Regions from separate parts of the Mus musculus genome. Here region 1 is linked to region 2. Evidence: chromatin contacts called from public HiChIP or PLAC-seq data. All regions are on one chromosome and are shown on one strand. The core of a region is the stretch at or near the end of the contact, and the rest is flanking DNA. Distances in the headings are between cores, read along the strand shown. Region 1 holds the start of Fut2 (fucosyltransferase 2). Region 2 overlaps Trpm4 (transient receptor potential cation channel, subfamily M, member 4).

Region 1 (6,927 bases), core at 349-2,848, 350 kb after region 2:
AGTTCTAGGGCAGCCAGCCGCACACAGGGAAACCCTACCTAGAAAAGCCGGAAAAAAGGGTGGGTTATGGCCAGAGCCATGCCCTTGGCCTTTGATTCACTTTATAGGAGCACAATGCTGACACCCGGAGCTGCTCGGGGACTACAGACTCATGTTCAGTCGCCTTTGCCGTCTTCTCAGGGGACAGCAGACTGCCGCTAAGGAAGGGAGCCAGATTCACATCACTTGTGATCCAAAGGCTAGGTAGGCACTTGGGTGAGTTTGGGAAGACCAAGGACTGTGGGAGGACTGGAAGCTGAAGCCATGGAGGACTGTAGAGCAGCAGTTTGGCTCCAGTCCAAGGCTGAGGAGGCAATGGGAGGAGCTTAGACTCTCTCTTTGATCTCTGTGGTCAGGAAGATCAATTACCATGTGCCTAGCCTCAGTTTACCTTCTGTTGGAGGGGTGCGGTATGCTGGAAAGAGGTCCCAGCTTTGAAGGAAGAATCCTTCTCCAGTTCCCTAGAAGCAGAGAGAGAAGCTCTCTCGATGTAGTCCAGGCTGATACCTAACTTAGCAATGCTCCTGCCTCAGCGTCTTGAATACTAGTATGACAAGCATAAGCCGCTGCACTCACCTCTTTCTAGCCTGTGTCCTCAGAACTGCCTTTTCCACCCAGAGCGCCCTGCCCCCAGCATCCCCTCCACATCAGCTCAGAGACAGGAGCCAGGTACATGGCTGGCTCCACCCCATCAGTGCCATTCCTGTGACTGGCACCGCTTTCTTCCTGTTCTGTCCCTGTGCCAAGGAACACTGGCATTAGGAGTCTCAGGGCAGTTTATCAGAGTAGCTGCCACATTGAAATCTCCAACAGAGGATCGGGATCCTCCCCCCCCCCTGCCCCCCATGACAGCTGCAGGTTTCTGAGGGCCCCCTAGGCTGATATGGAAGCCAAGGATACGGGAACAGGAAAATCCGGTTACATCCAGCCCAATTCTGCCTTTCATCTACTCTTGTTACTGGAATCAGTAGCAGGGAGAGAGCTGAGGATCTGAGAGGTGAAGCGGAGATTGGGGTTAAGAGGTCAACCAGCAGGGCAGGATGGTAGTCGGTGTGCAGGGAGTAGGGCTATGGGGGTGCTGGGCGAACACAGGGCTGGTGAGCCGGGAGCTTGGGAGACCCAGGGACTGGAAAAACTAAGGTCTGGGATCCCGGGATCTGGAGGACTCAGGACCTGAAGGAACTAGCTGGGGACTTGAGGCTGGGACTCCAGAGTCTGGGAGAACCAGGGTCTCTTCTCAGCAATGGCATCTCCTTCCAGAGAGCCCTGGGGTGGGGTCAGAGACCAATGCATCCAGTTCCTGGATCCCTAGGGCTCGTCAGGATTCAGGGGACCTGCCCCCAACCTCCTCACCTGTACTCACCTCTTCTGGCTGTGGTAACAGGGAAATGACCTAGGAATGGACGAACCGCAGCGTGGCTCTGCGGACTGGACGGCAGTGTGTATCTTCCAGCTTGGCTCTTCGTTCAGGACCAAGGAAACTTCCTGAGTTTAACCACAGCCCTGGATAGAAACTCCACCCAGGGTGTACCTGCTGACATCCTAGAACCAGAGAGGCTGGACCCGGAGGAGGCAGTCAAAGGTTAGCTTCCTCTCAGGTGCCTGCTGGGATGATAGCCAGGAGGGGCAGTTTGAAGAAATTGACACAGTCCAGCCCTGCCTTCTCCTGCAGATTCCCAAGAGCCTCAACCTCTGTCAACAACAACAACAACAACACTTTTTTGGATTTTTATGCATGCGTGCACGTGTGTGTGTGTGTGTGTGTGTGTGTGTGTGGCTGTCTACCCTGTTAGCAGGTGCTTTTCAACTTAAAAAAGGAAAAAAGAGCACACGTGTGGAGTCCTGAGGACTACTCTACTTTTGGATGTCCTCATATTCCGACCTGGTCGGAGTCTCCTCTGTGGCTGCCATGTTGTGTATCTCAAGCTGGGTGACTTGAGGGCTTTTGTTGCATGGCGCTCCTCTCTCTGTCCCCCCTCACTGCAGGAGAGCTAGTATTACAGCATCACGACTTCAGGTTTGGGAGGTAGGTGCTTTCATCTGCGAAGCCATCTTACTGACTCTCTTCTTCACCTTCTTTTGTGCATGTGCGGGGAATTGAACTCGGGTCCTCAGGCCCACACAGCACACATTCCAACTCTTCGGTTCTTTGGTTCTGAAGCTTTTCTTTCTTTCTTTTTTTTTTTTTTTAAAGAAATATTTTATTTTTATTTATGTGTGTAGCCTCTGTGGGCTGAGTCATTCCCTCACCCCTGGGCTTTCCTTGGTCTGGGTATTGAACTCTGGTCCACATGCTTGCTCAGCACAGCTTCACCAAATGAGTGAACTTGAGAGCCAACAGTATACAAAGATTCTTTTTTCCCCTTCCCTTTTGGTATGTAGGAAATTGAGTACAGGCCTCATGAACCATACACTCACCCCCTATGGCTGACTCTCTTTAGCTCTGAGACAGGGTCTCACTATGTAGCCCTGGTTTGCCTGGAACTTATGTAACCCTGGATGGCCTTGAAATCAAAGATCTACCTGTTTCTGCCTCTCAAGTACTAAGATGAATATAGTGTGCATCCCTAATACTATGCACGCTTAATAGATCTATGTGCACAGGAGAAAGCCAAGTACAGAGAGGGAAAGTAACTCCCTTGAAGTCACACAGCCATCTGAAGCCAGGCAAGCTGAGGCTTGGCCAAGGCCACACAAAAAACAGTTCTTGTCACTTCTGTTCACGTTCTGTTATTGTTTGTTTTGTGTGTTTGCTTGTTTGTTTTGAGACAGGGTCTCTCTAGAGCCCTGCCTGTGCCAGAACTCATTATGTATGTAGGCCAGACTGATCTCAAACTCCCAGCGATCCATTTGCCTCCTGAGTGCTAGCATTAAAGAAGTGCCACCAATATTAGGATAAAGTGACAAAAAGGGTACCTTTCCTCTGCTCTGGGAGAGCAAAAGGCCAATTTGGAGTGGGGACATGAGAGAGAGAGACAGATACTGAGAGAGACATAGAGAACTAACAGAGAGAGAGAGAGAGCGCGTGCGCGCGCGCACGCGCGCGCCTTTAGAGGGGCGCTGTTGCTATGCAACTCTCAGCGCTCTAATACTGGAGATGTGCTGCACCTGTCTTTGGCAGGCAATGGCGATGACATAAGCTGCTGCCAATGAGTTACTCAAAACCAGGCTGGCAGGCTGCCGAACTTACAACAGCCACACCCAGCAATTTTTTTACTATTTGCAATTTTTATTTTTGCTACAAGGGATTGAATGGTACACCATTTGTGCTGATTGGTTGTATCACCACCAAGTTACCACCCCCAATTCTAGTTTGTTTCTTCCTTCCTTCCTTCCTTCCTTCCTTCCTTCCTTCCTTCCTTCCTTCCTTTCTTTCTTAAACTTCTGTCCACCAAGGTATAATGAATGGCCCAGGCCTGTAAGCACAGACTCAGGTGGCAGGTGCAGTAAGACACACCAAATTTGAGGCTAGCCTTCCATACTGAGTTCCAGGCAAACCAGGGCTACAGAGGGAGGCCCTGTCTCAAAACCCCATGATCCTGTGATGGAGAGATGGCTCAGCAGTTGAGAGTTCTTTCTGCTTATGCACAGGGCCTGTGTGCACTTTCCAGTGTGTATTTTGGGTGTTGGAGTGGGCAAGGGCAGCCTCAGATTTAACTGCAACTCTAGCTCCATACAATTGAACAAATGTTAAAACAACAAAAACCTAGCCCAGCAATGATGGCTCCCGCCTTTATCCCCAGCAGTGATGGCACCCGCCTTTTTATCCCCAGCAGTGATGGCACCCGCCTTTTTATCTCCAGCAGTGATGGCACCCGCCTTTTTATCCCCAGCAGTGATGGCACCCGCCTTTTTATCCCCAGCAGTGATGGCTCCCGCCTTTATCCCCAGCACTGGGGAAGCAGACCCAGGAGGAGCTCTAGGTTTGAGGCAAGTTCTAGGAATTCCTAGCAAGTTCCTACAGCTAGGAATACACAAAGAAACCCTATCTCAAAAAAATAAAAAGAAATGAAACAAAATTAATTAATTAACACCAAACTCAAAGCAAAAAATCAAAAACAAAACAAAAACAAAAACAAAACTCCCAGGAACAAATGCAATAATATATAAGTATAAAATTATTTTAGACGGTAACCTAAACAATTAATTTTAAAAAATTTCTGGAGGGCCTGAAAAGATGGCTCGGGGGATTAAGAACATGACCACAGTTCAGTAACCAGCTTTTACATTGGGCTGCTCACAACTGGAACTCAGGATACAGAGGATCTGGTGCCCTCTGCTGGTCTTCACAGGCACCTGCACTCATGTGTACATAACATACACACAAACATATGTACGTGTAATTTAAAATAATAAAAATAGGGATTGGAGAGCAATACGTGCACTTACGGCTCTTATGGAGGACCAGGGTTCAGTTCCGAGCACCGACTTCAGGTGGTTCACACCGCTCCGTAGCTCCAGCTTCAGGGGAATCCAACTCCTCACCCCTCTATGTGTGTGCGCTCAGGTGCACATAGCCACAGCAGGCACATAGTTAAAAATCATAAAAATTAATGTTTTGAAAGTATGGCCTGGGGAGATAGCTCAGTTGGTAAAGCATTCACTGCACAGACATGCAGGTCTGAGTTCAGTCCTCAGCACCCACACAAAGGCCAGGCATGGCAGTGTGTGCCTGCAGTCCTAGTGCGGGGGATACAGAATCAGAGAGATGCTTGGGCCTCAATGGCCAGCTGTGTAGCCTAACTGGCTTCTGAGGGCCTGCCCCAGCTGGAATGGGTGGGAGTGAAACACAGCATCCGATGCAGGCCAAAAGACTGATGATCTCTGGCCCTGCAACTGTCTCTAGTTGTGTAGGATGCTAGTATGTGATGGCTCATGGAGACACAACACTCTCTTGCTGCTTCTGTGGCTGAAAACTGCTAACTTTTTAAATTTTTACCTTTCTGTGCTTTATTTTTACTTTATAAATCTCTGTGCTTTCTTAGATGCTGAAAACGTAACTCTTTATTAACTCCAACTCTTTATGTTTTATTTTACTTTATGAATCTCTGTAATTTATTCAATGCTGTATCTTTATTTTATAACTATTACTGTTCTGTGAATTATTAAGTGTTAGGGAAACTTAACTCTTTATCTCTCTTATCTACTTTATAGTTCTCCGTGTTTGAATAAGGGCTGGAAAACGTAACTCTTAATTACTTTATAATCCTCTGGCAGCTAACATATGCTATATAGTGTCAGATAATTCAGTAAGGGATATTGCTACGGCTCCCACTCTTGTCCGGAAACCTCACCTCTCACTGACCGGGAAAGAGGGAGGCTTGGAGCAACTAACTTTTAGTGAACCGGGAAAAGAAAGTCACTCCCACAGAAGAAAAAACTTTTACACAAGCAAATACGCATAGACACACATACCTTTTTACACACTAACTCCTTCACATTTCTGTGGGGCCCAACCATGGGTGTCGTCCATTCCACAAGTATTCAGGCATACTTATGTACTCACACCTACACACACATTTTGTGGCTGGAGCAAAGACCCCCATGAGCAGGTTTCATTGTGCACTCTCCAGTGCAGGGAGAACTCACTCATTCTGGATGAAAAATCAGCTCCAGCCTTTATTACTCAGAGAAAGGAAAAAACTCTTTTTATTAAGTGTGAAAAAGCCCTGTCTTGTCAGGATCAGCTATTAAGAGAAATCCTGTCTTGTGGTAAGAAGAACCCTGCCTGCTCTCTGCTCTCTCTCTCTCTCTCTCTACTAGCTCTCTCTTCCCCCTCTCTCTGCTCTCTATGTTCTGCTCTCACTGTTCTCTCTCTCTCTCTCTCTCTCTCTCTCTCTCTCTCTCTCTCTCTCTCTCTCTCTCTCCCTCCCTCTCCCTCCCCTCCCCTCCCCTCTCTGTTCTCTCTGTCTTCATTCCTGGTTCTTGTATTTTCTCAGGATATATGATCACATGGTAATCTAAGAATCTTTTTTCAAAAGTTCACAACAGGTTCAAACAAATTCAAATCATATGAATAAAGAATGACAACAGAGATGTAATGTTCACATGTGTGATGCAATGTTCACATGTGTGATGCAATGTTCACATGTGTTTCCACTAAGACTAGCTATCTAACCAAGCATTCATTAGCTCCCAGGTTCATTACAAGTTAAAAATGGTAACTCTTAAGTCTAAGTTAGCACTGTTTTGTCAAGAGGCAAACCATCTGCCTGTGCCTCACCAGTGTTTGATGTTTTGTATAGATAAATCCAGTCAATATTTAATCTCCTGTCCTGGCACCTACAGTAAATCATTCCTTCCCTTTTACAAACTTTAGTTATCAGATAATGGTTTCACAGTTCGCCTAGAAGGAATGCTTCATCAGAGTCCATTAGACTCTTCCTTTCTAGCTAAGTGCAACTAACTTGTGACACATGAAGTTTTGCAAGGCCCTTTCATTGCTGCCCTTTCTAGAAAGGGTTCGATCATTACTAGTATAAACTTAGGGATTCTATAGAGTCATTAGTAGGAATTGAGAAATCATCTAATTCTCTATATAGCATTACTACAAGACAGTACACCCTTGGTGATCTGCAGAAAATATGTCCAATAGGCCCAGGGATCATTATATTAATTTTATAAGGACAGGAAAGGCATATTATCTGCTAGCATCAATCCTGATATGGGATTTCTGAAAGCTTTACAATTCAGAATTATCCATTCCAGGCCATGCAATGGGATATGTCATCTCCAGAATGTCACTTGGATTTCCTAGATGACTCCTGACACTGGCCATTGCTGTGAAAAACACCAGGACTAAAAGCAAACCTGGTGAGGAAGGAGTATGTTTCACCTAACAGCTTATATTTAGTCCATTATCCAGGGACGTTTTGGCAGTAACTCAAG
Region 2 (7,495 bases), core at 2,316-4,815:
TAAAGGGGGACGTAGGTGACTCTCCATCACCCAGGGTACTCCACCACTGAGCCATAGCCACATCCTCTCACTGGGGGATTCTAGGCAGGGGCCCTGCCAGTCTCTTACTCACTCACCGGCAGCCTACGCCCAGCAGGAAGCAGGTGAGTGCCAGCAGGTCACATTGGTTCCAGGTATCTGAGAGGTAGAGGTGCAGCCGATGGCGCAGGGGAGCTCTGTCCGGACCACGTCCCCCACTGGCCAGGCTACCCCAGCCACCACCCAGGCCCTGGCGCAGCTCCTCGCACAGCAACGTGAAGGCCCAGAAGTACAGCAGCAGCTCGGAGACACTTGGCTTTGTGGGCTGGAAATCCACCAGCAACACGTGGGCAAACAGCAGCAGGAACAGCAGGTAACTGACCACATTACCCAGGAAGGCAGTCACTGGGGCACCCCAGAAGTCCGACCAGCGCTTGGAGAACTTGCCACAGCAGAGGGCACGTCCTGGCCGTCGCCGCTGCCGCCTCTCAAGGGCCACCTTTGCAGAGGGTTCTACAGTCCTGCAAGACAGCGAGCTTCAGGGACCAATGAGCCTGGACTGGCTGCCCATCTTGCAGTCTAACTTCTACACTGTCCCACTTTGGACTCTGGGAACCTGAAGACCCAGTCAATCCCACGTTTGAGATTGAGGCAGGAGAACTGCCTCAAGTTTCAGGCCAGCCTGATACATAGAGTGAGGGAAGAAGGAACATAAAACATGGAATGAGGATTCATTACACTTCGAGAGATGAGGCAGGAGGATTGCTAGGTGTTTGATGCTAGCCTGAGCTTTGTGAAGAAACACAACAAACATCAAAGAAAGAAACAAAACTGAGCATAAACCCAGCATGGTTTGTCCCAGCAGAGGCAAAGGATCCCGGCGAGGCAGTGCTGTCTACCTAGTCAGCTCCAAGCCATCCAAGGATATAGAAAGAAACCTTATGCAAAACAAACAAAAAACAATCCACACAACAACAACAAACCACTGAGCACAATAGCTGTCTTTAAAACTGACCAGAAACATGCAGAATGTTGCAGGAGCCTTGGAGTGCTTTAGATCTTAAACCACATGAAAAGGTGGGGGCGTGTGAGCTTTGCTGGGGTCCATCTACTTCCTCCTGGTCAAAAAACTAGAATGTGAGCTGTATTGAGGGGGACCCGGTAGGTGTCCATGCAGGCCGTGACCCGCAAACTGATGAGATTGAAAAGCCAGTGTGGGCTGATTGTTGATGCGAAGAGTTTAATGCTAGGGCCACTGTCAGCATATTTAAAACACAGTCCATAGCCGGGCAGTGGTGGCGCACATCTTTAATCCTAGCACTTGGGAGGCAGGCAGATTTCTGAGTTCGAGGCCAACCTGGTCTACTAAGTGAGTTCCAGGACAGCCAGGGCTACACAGAGAAACCCTGTCTCGAAAAACCAAAAAAACACAACAACAACAAAAACAGAACAAACAAACAAAAGAAAAACACAGTCCAATCTGGGAAAAGGTTTCCAGGCAACAATCAGTTCCTAAGTTCAATTCCAGGTGCACAGTAAGCTTACTGTGTGACACCTAGAAATGCTTTTATGAAATACATGTGACCAGGAGGCCAGGTCCTATAGCTAAAAGGCCTAGAATGTAGTGTGGTCTCTGACTAATAGCATAGAGGTCAGTGGCCATGAAGTACATTCGACCTCTCCCCCAAAGCATGGGCAATGGTCTAGGAAGAGAGAGTCTGGGATAGGCAGTCTGGGGGATTTGGGTGAGGTCTGCCTCCACAGAGAGCAGAAAGGTCACCAGGTTATTTACAAAATCCATTCCCAGGCATCTGGGCAGAAAAACAGGAATTTTCTCTCCTCCACTGAGAAGAGGGCCCCCGTGTGTATAACATTCCTAGCTTCCCTGATGATCTGTGGGTGTCAGGACCCTTGTGCTCCCAACGATCTTCATCTGGCCTTGCATGGAGACAGGACATTCTAAACTACTCCAAACATCACATAGCATCGTTGCCTCCTCTTATGACCCAGGAAGGAGGAGACTCAGCAAACACAGGCGTCTGCCACATGACCTTGGTCGCCAAGGTGAAAGGAGGGAACCGGCTTCTACAACTTGTCCTCTGGACTCCACACCCTTGCGGGCAGCATACACACCCTCAAAAAACAATGTACAAATAACAAAATAAAATCTAATTTAGAAAAACTTTAAGGGGCTGAAGAATTGATCCAGCAGTTCTGAGCACTGGATCGGGTTTGACTCTGTCACTGGGAATTCCTAGAAAGACACTGTCTGCAGAGGCTGATCAACTGATAAAGACTTCAGAGACTGCAGAACCTGGTTGTTAGTATCAGATAGTCTAATTTCTTTTGAGCTATCTTTACTATCAGATAGTTTATTTTCTTTTGAGCTCTCTTTAACCTCCAGCCTACCTCAGTCTCATAGCTAACATCTTGATAAACAGATACAAATTTTTGCAATGTACTAATGTCACAAAACCCTAAAGACACCTAAGAATGCAGTAAGATAGGATCTGAGCCCAAGGCTGCGATTCTCCTGCCTGCCCTGTCTGCTCACTTAATATTTCTACCACTGTATTTTTAAGTGCTTTGATTTATAACTTTCTTTGTTCTGTTACTATAAAAACTCCATGAAACAGTTTCCACGTTGGGACATAGAACTAACTTAGCCCCGTGTTTCCACACTTAGGTCACTCACATCTGGCTCGAGAATAAGCTGTCTCTTATTCCGTTTGGCAGCTGTGGGGGTTGGTTGGTTGGTTTGTCATGGTGTGTGTGTGTGTGTGTGTGTGTGTGTGTGTGTGTGTGTGTGTGTGTGTGTGTGACAATTCCCAGTCCTGGTCTCAGAGGGCAACCACATGCATAGACCCTACAACACACAAATCCACATGTACACACATAATTAAAAATAAAATCTTTTAAAGTGTCTAAAGGGTTAAACCAGCACAGCTTGCCAGTCACTTGTCCCAGAGTCTTTCTCTGCCCCAGGGAGTCTGAGTCACTTGAAGGAGAGGGAAAGATTAATTATCTCCTAAATGATACAATACGATACAGTTTACTTTTGTTTCCCTGGAGACCGCAATCCTACTCCTCCACATGCAACCTGCCCGATTTTCTGACTCCTAACTCAGAAAAACAATCTTTCCTTCTCCGTTTCTTTGTCTTTGTTTGTTTTGGATTCTTCCCAAAGCCTAGACTTAATTTCCTTGGTGCTCTGGGCCACCCGTCCCTTCTCACCAGCATGCTACTGTTTTCTAACCTCCCCAGCAAAAGGAGTGGCTTCCTCCCTTCCTCTTCATAGTCGCCTGCTCTGTTCCTTTTCTCTCAGCATCTAATAAAAGGGTCCCAAGCTTCCTTCTGAGTCCATTTCAAAATCGTTTTATCAGCCAGACTAAGACGTGAGAGGTTGGGGTTTGATGTCTCCTTCAGTCGTTTTCACTCTTATTTTTAAACACAGGACTTGCTGATTCGGCTATCCCGACTGGCCCACAACACCCCAGGGACCCTTCCTTCTCTGTCTAGCAGCACTAGTGCAGGCATGCGTTGCCACACCTTAGATTTTATTACAGAGGCTGGGAGTCTGAACTCAGCTCTTTATGCTTGTGCGCTAGGCACCTAACTGGCTGACTCCCCGAGGTTTCCTGTAGGTTTTGTGTTGTTTGGCCTGGGATGGAACCTAGGGCTATGAGGAGCTTAGACAAATACTTAGCAACTATACGTATTGAGCCTGGTCTTTAAAAGATCTCCATGGGGACTGCAACATAGTGACAGGGCAAGAGCCCCAGGGACAGAAACATAATAGAAAAGTGAATAAATACTAAGTAACCAACAGCAAGGGAGCGCAGGTCGCCCAACCCAAACTAAGTTCTTGTGATGACATCATCCTTCTGCCCCTGGCGCTCTGCACTCCAATGGGTGAACTAAGAAAGGTGGAAGTCAGGAGCATTTAAGAATTGTTTCTCCAGGGCTGGAGAGAGGCCCAGCAGTTAAGAGCACTGACTGTGCTTCCAGAGGTCCTGGGTTCAATTCCCAGCAACCACATGGTGGCTCACAACCATCTGTAATGGGATCCGATGCCCTCTTCTAGTGTGTGTCTGAAGACAACTACAGTGTAGTTATATCCTAGAAAAAGAATTGTTTCTCTCTTGAACTCAGGTCCTTCCACTTGAGTAGATTTACCTGCAGAGCCATCTCGTTGGCTCCAAGGACCAAATTTTAAGTCAGTCCTTGAGCATGGCCTTCTAGAACTTACCTCGGCATCTTCTGTGGTTCAGTGAGACCAGCAACTCCTAAAAGCCCATTGCTCCCCTAGTTCAGGACTTGCTACAGTGCCTGATGGAAGTGGGAGTTGGCAAGATCCTGAAACTGTCCATGATGGCGCCCTCCCCCCTCCTCCCACAATGCTGGACTGTCACTCACCCAGGAGGACCTGCTCCATTGATGCTGCTGTCCATATCAAAGTCAAGATCCTTCTGTGTGGGCTCCTCCTCTGACTTCCTGCCGTGAGGGGCAGGACACAGAGTAAGAAATAGAGGGGTTCTTGAGAAAGACCCAAACTTAGTTTACCACAAACAGTGCAGAGAGATAAGGGAGTTGCCCTCCTCCAGAGCCATGGCCTAAAAAGTAGAGAAATCGCATAGAGAGATAACGCAAAGGCAGGACAACAACCCCCACCTTCCAGAACATTCCCTCCAGAGAAGGGAAAGAGTGCCCTTCTCAGGGAAGAGACATGCCAGGTGGCTAAGTAAGAGGGCAGAGAGAAATGAGCAGGAGAGAGGGACAGAGCCTGGAGCCAAGGCACTGACCTGAAGACGATAAGGTTGGTGTAGATGAGAGGCGGGCAGAAGAAGGCGAGAAGCAGGGCCCAGATGGGAGTTGTGCTGTCCATCTCCCCCCACCACTTCTGTGTCAGAAGAGACTGTGGAATGTGAGAACATTAGAGACCCTGACAAGGGCTGGAGTCTGCCACCAGGGCACAGAGCAAGTGTCCATATGGGGTCTCAACTGTTAGAGCATGGGACACAGTCGTCAGAGGCAGCCTCCTCAGGTTCAGCCAGGAAAACGAAACAGCCAATTTTTCTTTCACTGTGTGTGGGTGTTTCGCCTGCCGGCATGTCTGTGCACCATTGTGGGGGCTAAGATTATGTTTTAAGTTTAAATTATTGTGCTTAAAAGATCTATAAAACAAAAGTGTTCCAAATTCAGCTCAAAAACTGTGGTAGTAATCCTATTCTCACCCCGTGGGATTAACGCCATGGCGTGCCTGGTGCCCAGATAGGTAAGAAGAGGGCACCAGAGCCCATAGAAGGAGTTACAGATGGCTGTGAGCTGCCTTATGGGCGGTAGGAATCTAAACTTTCTCTGCAGGAGCAGCCTGTGCCCTTAACCAGTGAACCATTCATTCCTGCAGGCGCAGAGCAGCCAACATTTATTGACATCATAGGGCAGGTGCTGTGCCAAGCACTCTGCATTGACCAAATCACTTAACCCAAAAGGGCGAGTATTTTCTCCTTCTCACACATACAAGATTGACTAAAAACAGATCGACACAGGGAAATCAGCAGAGCTGCCCACTCACAACTGTCTGCCACTCCAGATCCAGGTGATCTCACACTCTCACATGCAGGCAAAACACCAATGCACATTAAAAAAAAAAAAAAAGTAGAAAGAGGGCTAGTGAGATGGCTCAGTGGGTAAGAGCACTGACTGCTCTTCCAAAGGTCCTAAGTTCAAATCCCAGCAGCCACATGGTGGCTCACAACCACCCCTAATGAGATCTGACGGATCTGACGCCCTCTTCTGGTGCATCTGAAGACAGCTACAGTGTACTTATGTATAATAATAAATAAATCTTAAAAAAAAAATTAGCCGGGCAGTGATGACGCATGCCTTTAATCCCAGCACTTGGGAGGCAGAGGCAGGCGGATTTCTGAGTTCGAGGCCAGCCTGGTCTACAAAGTGAGTTCCAGGACAGCCAGGGCTACACAGAGAAACCCTGTCTTGGGAAAAAAAAAAAAAAAATGGAAAGAGCTTCCTGTTGAAGAAGTGGTCTTTCCTTTAGGAGGACAGGAACTCCCCTGTGAAAATGAGGAACTTCTTGTGTGAGAAATGGTACTTCCTGGTAGCAACAACACTACTTAGGGAGGGTCGAAAAGTTATAGATGATTGGTCATCTTATGAAGTAACATTTTCTAAGGCAGTGGTTCTCAATGGTCTTAATGCTGTGATGACCTAGAAAAGTCCCTATAAAATTCCCATTGCTACTTTTTAACTGTAATTTTGCTGTTACAAAAAAAAAAAAAAAAAAAAACTTTTTTTTTTTTTTTTTAAGGTTTCTCTGTGTGTCTCTGGCTATCCTGGAACTTTCTCTATAGACCAGGCTGGCCTCCAAACTCAGAGATTCACCTGCCTCTCTGCCTGTAAATGCTGGGATTAAAGGCGTGTGCCGCCACCACGGGATTTGCTGTTATGAATCTTAATGCAAATATATGATATTCCCTGTGAAACGGCCGTTCCGTGCTCAGAGGTTAAGTGTAATTGTTCTAGGCATAAGTGGACTCCGGGGGTGGGGCTCACGGCTGTCTGAGTCACAGGCTCACCTGGACTCCATCCTGGGCAAAGAACGCTCGGGCATCAGCCTGCATGGCAAGCTGGAGGCAGGTGGCCTCTCCCCAGAGGGGACAGCGGCGCAGAAGAAGGCGGGCTGCTCGCTCTTCACTGTTGTGGTAACACTCTCCAAAGAGGTCTGGGGACAAGGATACAGATGAGGATGGAAGGACGCGGGAGGTGCCTTGTGCACCCCCACACCCCAGGCACTCTGCCCCACGCACCCACGCTCATGCTTTCAAACGTGGCAGCAAGATCCTTCCGCCGCGCGGCCTCCTCAGCCTCCGACTCTAGGCGAGCCATCACTCGGAGTAAAAGACAAGCCCCAAGAGCAGAGGCCACTGAGTTGGAGCCCTGAAGAGACAGAGAAAGAGGACATGGTGAAGTTAGACATCTGGGGAAGGAAAGGAGAGAAATCTTGTGATTGTGGAGGATCAGAAGTTAATAGAGTCATTAAGGCCAAGGGTTCACCCAAACAAATGCACACGGCCAATAGACAGGGTCGCTACCAGCAACGGCGTGAGAAAGCCGAGTGGGGGCCCGGAGCACTGTGCATCGCTCTTTTCCTGGGCACTGAATTCAGTTTGAGAAGATAATGTCATCATCGTATACATCTTTTTTTGTTTTTTCCAGACAGGGTTTCTCTGTGTAGCCCTGGCTGTCCTGGAACTCACTGTGTAGACCAGACTGTCCTCAAACTCAGAAATTCACCTGCCTCAGCCTCCCAAGTGCTGAGATTAAAGGTGTGCGCCACCACACCCGGCTCATGGCATACATCTTTAAAACATTCAGAGTGTGTGTGTGTGTGTGTGTGTGTGTGTGTGTGTGTGTGTGTGTAGGCCGTGGGGGTGGGGTGTGTCACAGGCAGCATTCA

Evidence for each region. HiChIP or PLAC-seq counts read pairs in DNA pulled down with a chosen protein or histone mark.
Region 1: a FOXA1 HiChIP or PLAC-seq map of pancreatic cancer cells shows a contact between it and region 2. The contact joins the promoter of Fut2 here to the enhancer-like site in region 2. A contact is called at or near these places in 1 of 39 promoter capture datasets (hematopoietic stem and progenitor cells), 2 of 484 Hi-C or Micro-C datasets (centrocytes and embryonic stem cells), 1 of 115 datasets of contacts at active chromatin or transcription factors (pancreatic cancer cells) and 1 of 9 other capture datasets (embryonic stem cells).

What each region holds. Positions count from the first base shown.
Region 1 is chr7:45,664,796-45,671,722 of GRCm38.p6, forward strand. It overlaps Fut2 (fucosyltransferase 2), which reads right to left and starts at 1,599. Exons shown (of 3, transcript NM_001271993.1): 1 at 1,403-1,599. Gm39008 (a long non-coding RNA gene) reads left to right here. Exons shown (of 5, transcript XR_882068.2): 3 at 108-1,621.
Region 2 is chr7:45,310,161-45,317,655 of GRCm38.p6, forward strand. It overlaps Trpm4 (transient receptor potential cation channel, subfamily M, member 4), which reads right to left. Exons shown (of 25, transcript NM_175130.4): 13 at 6,846-6,975; 14 at 6,615-6,760; 15 at 4,821-4,933; 16 at 4,435-4,512; 17 at 117-539. Among named protein-coding and RNA genes, the nearest start is that of Gm39006, 12 kb to the left of the region's middle. Within about 2 kb of position 3,566, at least 72 of the 459 cell types and tissues checked have an H3K27ac peak or open chromatin away from gene starts, as enhancers often do. A contact at or near this core is called in pancreatic cancer cells, where this site is marked.